2 separate regions of the Mus musculus genome follow, and region 2 is linked to region 1. Evidence: chromatin contacts called from public HiChIP or PLAC-seq data. All regions are on one chromosome and are shown on one strand. The core of a region is the stretch at or near the end of the contact, and the rest is flanking DNA. Distances in the headings are between cores, read along the strand shown. Region 1 overlaps Nup98 (nucleoporin 98). Region 2 holds the start of Rhog (ras homolog family member G).

Region 1 (3,393 bases), core at 160-2,659:
TATTCAAAATAGTGGGCCATCTATTTTTTAATTTGTAATTTGATATTTCATTAAAGTATTTCCAAACCTCTTGTGTTTATAATATTAGTTTAAATTCAAATTTTGAGATTTTTAAAAATTTTATATATATATGAGTGTTTTGTCTACAAGTATGTATGTGCATTGTGTGCATACAATGCCTATAGAGTCCACTTATGTGAAATCCACTGGAACTGGAGTTAGAATTGTTGATAGCTTCCATGTCAGTGTTGGGAATCAAACCCTGGGTCTCTGAAAAAACAGCCAGTGTTCAGTGTTTATTTTGACATTAACCATTAATCATTTATTTTCACATAGCAGCAAGTATTTTGTGTTTAGTCTAAGATTTAATCAAAATCAAGGCTGGGGAGATGGCTAAGTAAAGGCCTTTGTCATCAAACCTGAAGATCTGAGTTTGATCTCCAACACACCCACAGAGTGAGAGGGGGTTGCTCAGATTTATTCCTTTGAAAATGAGCAGTCAAGGCTATGAAACCTAGAGCTAGATTTTCTGAGGTTTTTCGTTTGTTATTTTATGTACATGGGTGTTTTGGTTGCATGTATATTTGTATACACTTGTGTGCCTGGTGTCTTAGGGGACCGGGAGATGGTATCAGACCCTCTAGAACTAGGTTGCAAATTGTTGGGAGCCACCATGTCTGTGCTGGGAATTGATCCAGGATTCTCTATACAAAGCAGCACATCCTCTTAACCACTGAGCCATCTTTCTAGCCCTAGATTTTTCTATTTTAAAACTTCAATTCTAGATAGTACTCACAACTTTGTGATATTACACAAAATTTTTTTTTTTGATCTGGTTTTCCTGTTACAGGTTAAGAGGTAGTAATTACATCCTATCTCACACAGCTGCTATAAGGATTTATTAAATCATCTGGTGTAATGTCAGATCCTTAATAAAAATTAACTGCTGTCATCACCTTTTCTATTGCCAAAGACTAAGGTATTTTTTTCTCCGTTATCAGATTTAGCTTCCTGAGCAAACCTGTTGATGAGAACAATCAGCAGGATGGAGAAGATGACTCTCTTGTATCACGATTTTACACTAATCCTATTGCCAAACCCATTCCACAAACTCCAGAGAGTGTTGGAAACAAAAATAACAGTAGCAGCAATGTGGAAGATACCATTGTTGCCTTGAACATGCGTGCTGCTTTGCGCAATGGATTGGAAGGAAGCAGTGAAGAGACGTCATTCCATGATGAGTCATTGCAAGATGACCGAGAAGAGATAGAAAATAATGCTTACCACATACACCCAGCAGGTCAGATTCACATACTTTTTTATATCTTTGAAACAGTTTTTAATTACAGCAATGTGGTCAAAAGAGTCCACTTCTTATAGCCTAAGAGACTGTCCTATCTTCCTAACTTTGTAAATTCAAGTGGATTGTTTATTAGTAAGACCTTACCATAGTGTATTCTATGGAGACTTACCATGTTATGGGTATTCCTTTTAAGAAGAGGACTCTATGGTAAATAAAATCTACAAATCTTAGGTTAAGCAAAGTTTAGTAGACTATATTACATTTAAAATGTTTTTGTTTTTCTGTTTGTGGGAATAGAGTCTGGGTCTTGCTCATGCTTTCTTCAAACTTGCAGTGACCCTTCTGCCTCTGCACCCCAAGTTCTGCGTTGAGTATGTGGAGGCAAGTTGCTCAGAAGCTCAGGGTCTTGGCTTTGTTTTAACTACAACGCCATACTGACACATAAGACCCTGTCTCATATTGTTATATGAAAATAAAATTAATAGAACTGGTAACTGTTCTACTCAAGTATAATCACAATATTTTTTGACTTTTGGTCATAGGCATTGTTCTCACAAAAGTTGGTTATTACACTATCCCATCTATGGATGACCTTGCTAAAATTACCAACGAGAAGGGAGAATGCATTGTTTCTGACTTCACCATTGGTCGTAAAGGTAAGTGTGAGTTTAAAAGTCATATAACTTAGAGATTGGACCTTGCCTATGTTATTAAGGGCAACTCTAGGTTTTAGAGTCTGGTTTTTTGTTCTTGTTGGGTTTTTTTTTCCCCCCTGTATTTGGTTCTTTCCTGACTTAGACTAATAGAAACATTGACAAGTAATAAAGCAAGGAAGACTAAAACCATGTAGAATTTGGGGGCTTAGACATACCTGTTTGAGTCTGGTAATTATGTTTCCCATAATTCTCCATAATTAAACTTGAAGATATACTAAGTTTTTAATACAGTGATCAATTTTATATTAAATTGTTATGGGTAATTTTCTTTAAATAAACTTACTCTGTGAAGTAGTCTTTTGAATGGGCTCAAGTATTTTAGTTTATGTAGCAGACGAGGAACCAAGTTGTTCATACACTGGCACTGGAGATACTGGGGAAGATTTGAAGACACCAGAAATGTAAAGTGGAGATGTTATATCTGATAACTATATAATGCCATTCCTCGGTCCCCACTCTTGCCATCTTTAGGAGACAGAAAGCTACTCCAAGAATTTCTGGAAGGTTTAAAATACTGATATTAAAGGTTGCATGTTCTCCCTTCCTAATTACTACAGATTAAAGGAGATTTTTGCTCCTTTATGAAGGATCTTTTTTAACCATTTGCTCTGAATTTTAGGATATGGCTCAATCTATTTTGAAGGAGATGTGAATTTGACAAATCTAAATTTGGATGATATTGTGCATATCCGAAGGAAAGAAGTTATTGTCTATGTAGATGATAACCAAAAGCCACCTGTGGGTGAAGGGCTAAATAGGTATGAATTTATTTATATACAGAAATTGGAGTTTTTTCCTGAAAACACAGTCTTTCTATAAACTTTTATTGTTTGTCTACTCTTATTTGAAAGTATAAATGGTAATGATGCTCTGTGACTTTAGGACTCATACCTTTCCCTAATGGTAATGTGTTCACATGCTATTTTCAGGAACTTTCAACAATGGAAGTTTGCCTTTGCTTAATTTTGCTTTTCAGAGGTAGAGATTAAACTAGGGCCTCATACATGTTGAAAATCACTCTGCCAGTGAGCACCAACTCCAGAAAGTTTTCTTGTTTTGTTGTATTTCTTCTTGTTCTGCCACTGGTACACTCAACTATTTAAATGTGAGACTAACGTTTATTTTGTTTTGTAGGCATTCTGTTGCCATATATTGCTTGGATATGGTGGGAGGTTAGATAGCTCGCACTGTAACCGGTGTGGTGTTGAACCCTAACTTAGCTTTGATTCACGGCATTCCTGCTTCACCTCCCCTGTGCTGTAGTAACACTCCTGTACTGCTACATCCATCTTCCTCTGGATAAGATGTGTGATTGGTAAAAGTCACATTTGCAGAACTCCAGTAAACAGCTTGTTTGAGGGCTGGGAATAGGGG
Region 2 (3,589 bases), core at 125-2,624, 96 kb before region 1:
CTTAAGGACCCTGTTATTTTTGGGACTCACAAACCTCTTCCCATTAAATACCAAACACTAGTTCTGCCCTCCCAAATTTCCCCTAGCCCCTCCAATTTATTCTCTTCCCATTGGGAGGAATTTGCCTAAGGGCCAAAGAAGAAGTAAGGGGTCCACAAACTGCCTGTGCGATGAGAACAGGCTTCTGGAATCTGAGAACACTCGTTTAGTCAGTCACTGACCAGCCTGAGTTTGATTGTCCTAACTTGACTTTCTATACAGTACCACAGCACGGATACCTATTCTGTAATCTTCACATCCTCTGGGTGGAGAAATTTTTTTTGTTGATTTTACCAAAACAAAACAAAACAAAAAACTGATACTTGGAAACATTAAACTACCTGTCAGACCTGATCCACTTTATTTGGAGGTCCTCTGTAAGACGGGGTGTTTATCTTGTGTTGTTTTCACTGTACCTTGCGGAGCTCTGCACGTGGTAGAGCACCCAGAAAGTTGTTAAAAGAATCAAGACTGTGGATTCTCCAGGAAAACTGCGCCCAAGGCCTGGGTTAGAAGCACCAGAGGGCGCCCTCGAGGCCGTCCACTCGCCGGTCTCCAGGGCCCAAGCCGGACCTCAGGCCTGGGCGCGGTCCTACCGCTCCAAACAGCCGCGCGCCAGGGCGAGATCAGGGAACAAGAAGAGCCCCACGTCTTCCCACGCCCCGCCCCCTCCCCAGGGCCCCGCGGAGCTGCGAGGTGCGGAACCACGACACGACATCCTGTTTTGGGGGCCCGCGCGGCTCCGCCTGCATCTCTGCTGATCACGTCTTTTCCCGGGGTGCTGACGGCAGCTGCCCTCCCCCCACCTCTGTCTCCCCACCCTCCCCAGGGGTCTGGGACCTTCCCACTGCTGAATCACCACCACCCAGCATTCTCCCAAGGCTCAGGGCAGGGGTGGGGACTGCCCCAGCCTGACCCATTCCGGCTAACCCCTAGCCAGCCGCGGCTACCTCTAGATTCCCGGGCTGAGCGGAAGGCATTTCTCAGCCTTCCCGCGGAGGCTGCGGGGCGGGGAGTGAGATACTAGGAAGAGAACAAATGCCCAGCGCCTAGCTTAGGGCCCCTGCTGGGGGGTGGGGGGGAGATGCCAAGTGAAAGCGGGGAGACCTGACCTTGAGAGGCCAGACTCAAGGGGTCTCAGGGCTCACGGGGCGAAGAGTGGAGAGAAGCAGGGTGTGCGGGACTGTGCGGAGGGCAAAGCTTGCAGAAAACCCGAGGCTGGAGGGTGGGGGAGGCCTCCGACTTCCTAGTCCGCCCCGCCCCGGCCGGCCCGCCCCCGCGCCCCGCCCCGGCCCTGCCGGCCCGGCCCCCACCCCCCCACTTCCTCCGGCCTCCAGTTCTCACTTCCTTCTTGAGCCCAGAGCCGCCGCCGCCGCCCCCAGCTCCCCCGCCGCGGGGAGGGCACCAGGTGAGGCCCGGGTCGAGCCCGTCGGGCAGGGGTCCTGGGAAGAGGAGTTCAAGCTGGCCCGGACTGGGTACCCGGGAGCCGGGAAGTTTGCAGGAGGGAGGCCGAGGGCGGGAGGTTTTCGTTCACTGCAAGTTGGGCGGGCGCGGCAGGCCGGGCGGGGACAGCGGCCACCGCGACCCGATCGCTGGTGGCCGGGTTGAGGGTGGGATCCGAGGGACAGCGCGAGCTCCTGCTGTCCGCGAGGGACCACTGAGATCCGAACCGTGAGAGGCTCGGAAGTGGGAAAGCGCTGAGCTGTGAGGCTGGGACTCTGCGGTGGGGTGCCCTCAGAAGTTGTGGGGCTGTTCAGTAGTGTGTGAAAGGAAAGGGCCTCTGGGCTGCAGAAGGCGCGCTCTCTGCTCTGCAGTTGTGACATTTGTGAGGCTGGGGTTGGGGGTGGGGGGCGGTGTCTGAGGCCTCTGAAGTCTCACCCGGGAAGGTCGGAGCCAGTCCATAGCTGCTACACTGTTGCTGCTGAGGACTCGGTGGGGGAATCCCCATTCCCTCTCTGTATTTTTCTGAGCCAACCTCTTTATTCCTGTCCCATACAACAGCGGGTATTTAGTGAACACGTCTGTTGTGTCTATCAGACTCAATCTGGCCTTTTTTATTTTGAGGATAAACTGAGGAAGGAAAGGGCCACTATACCGATAGTCACTGACAACTTCCATGACTTTGAGAGGCAGCTGGAGTACTGGCTTTCGGTAATGATTGAGAGCTCTTAACGTCTTCTCCCTCACCTGAACTCCCCATACTGTCTTCCACATTCGCCATAGTGTCGACCACATTCGCCTCCTTCCGGCTCTTCCCCCAACCACATAGATGTACCCAGGCCCTGATCTCGCATTTACCCTGCCCTGCCTGTTGTTCAGCCTCTGACTACCACACACATATCTCCCCATTTTGTTTCTATCTTCCCTGCCGCCCTCAGTCCGTCTCCTTCCCTTGGTCTGTAATCTAGCTTTGGTGTCAGAAACTGCTTTAAACTTGCTGAGTTTGAGAGCCTTTTTCAAACGTCTTTAGCTTAGAGATGCTGGCTGCAACCTCCCGATGATGGAGATGATTAAACATGTGCACACGCCCGTGAACATGCAAGTTTTGGTGTTCTTTATCTCTTAGAGACAAAATAACTGCCCTCAGCCTTGAGAAGGCCCAGAGCAGAAGCCGGCAGAATGAAGGGAACCTGCGGTGGGTGACACTGTGGTTAGGCAAGGGGAAGCAGTCTGTAGCAGGCAGGGTTGGGTGACACAAGAATAAGATTAGTGAGAAAGTCCATGGGAAATCAAACTACCCTGATTCTTAGGAAGGCAGCCTAGGAGTGTGTGTGTAGTGGTGTGTTGTGTGGGAGGGGGGTCAGGGGGAACTAGCTTTAAGGTTCCTGTCTCCTAGCACTTACTGGTTCCAACCAGTGGGGAGAGTAGGTTGGGCCATTTGGCCTGCTAGGAAAAGGAAGGGGGCAGAGGCAAGATTCTGGAGGGAAAAGTGCTACGAGTCTAACTTAAGTCTCTACTGGTTTTTAAATTTTGATCAGGAAGGGGATGTGAGGCAAGGTGTTTGTCTTTCGTCCCTGGTGCTTGGTGGGAACTGCAGAGGTTGGGTATCTACATTTTCTGATGTGTATCAGAGCCTTGACTGGGAGTTGTGCTGACCCTCCTGTCTTTAAGCATCCTTGATGTTCTCTTCATACCGAGCTGTGCTCTCTATTCCCGCTCTCTGAGGGGCTTCTCCACAGTCTAACGTAGTCTGTCCTGGCCCCATAAGTGCTTGTCTCCATCCTAGCACCCCTGCCTCTCAGCGTTCGGATTACATGCTCAGACTCTGTTTGTGTCTGCCTTCTCTGCTCTCTGTATTAACTTCATTCCACGAGAATAAAAAGAAGTGAAGGAGAGCAAATGTCACATTTGGGGAATCGTTGAGCACAGCTAAATTTAAGAGCTAGGCTCCTTCCCTTTCCTATCCTCTTACCACCTCACAGTTGTCCCTCTCCCATCAATTGTTCCTTCCTCTGGGCCTGCCCTTCTCCACCTGTCTTTCCTACTCTCGTTTCTGGGAGGTGCAGAGGTTTGGCCTCACGGAGGAAATCCAAGGGATCCGTATCAAATC

Evidence for each region. HiChIP or PLAC-seq counts read pairs in DNA pulled down with a chosen protein or histone mark.
Region 2: a contact with region 1 is called in an H3K4me3 HiChIP or PLAC-seq map of bone marrow-derived macrophages, with 2.6 times the contacts expected there. The contact joins the promoter of Rhog here to the enhancer-like site in region 1. A contact is called at or near these places in 8 of 39 promoter capture datasets (the C10 cell line, cranial neural crest, fetal liver and 5 more), 5 of 484 Hi-C or Micro-C datasets (bone marrow-derived macrophages, cerebral cortex, embryonic stem cells and 2 more), 8 of 115 datasets of contacts at active chromatin or transcription factors (the 230-238 cell line, the HPC-7 cell line, the SCID.adh cell line and 3 more) and 3 of 9 other capture datasets (adipose tissue, liver and pancreatic islet).

The regions. Positions count from the first base shown.
Region 1 is chr7:102,151,702-102,155,094 of GRCm38.p6, reverse strand. Nup98 (nucleoporin 98) reads left to right here. Exons shown (of 33, transcript NM_001287164.1): 16 at 1,002-1,300; 17 at 1,846-1,959; 18 at 2,639-2,777. Among named protein-coding and RNA genes, the nearest start is that of Chrna10, 37 kb to the right of the region's middle. Within about 2 kb of position 1,409, at least 3 of the 459 cell types and tissues checked have an H3K27ac peak or open chromatin away from gene starts, as enhancers often do. A contact at or near this core is called in bone marrow-derived macrophages, where this site is marked.
Region 2 is chr7:102,247,903-102,251,491 of GRCm38.p6, reverse strand. It overlaps Rhog (ras homolog family member G), which reads left to right and starts at 1,374. Exons shown (of 2, transcript NM_019566.3): 1 at 1,374-1,447.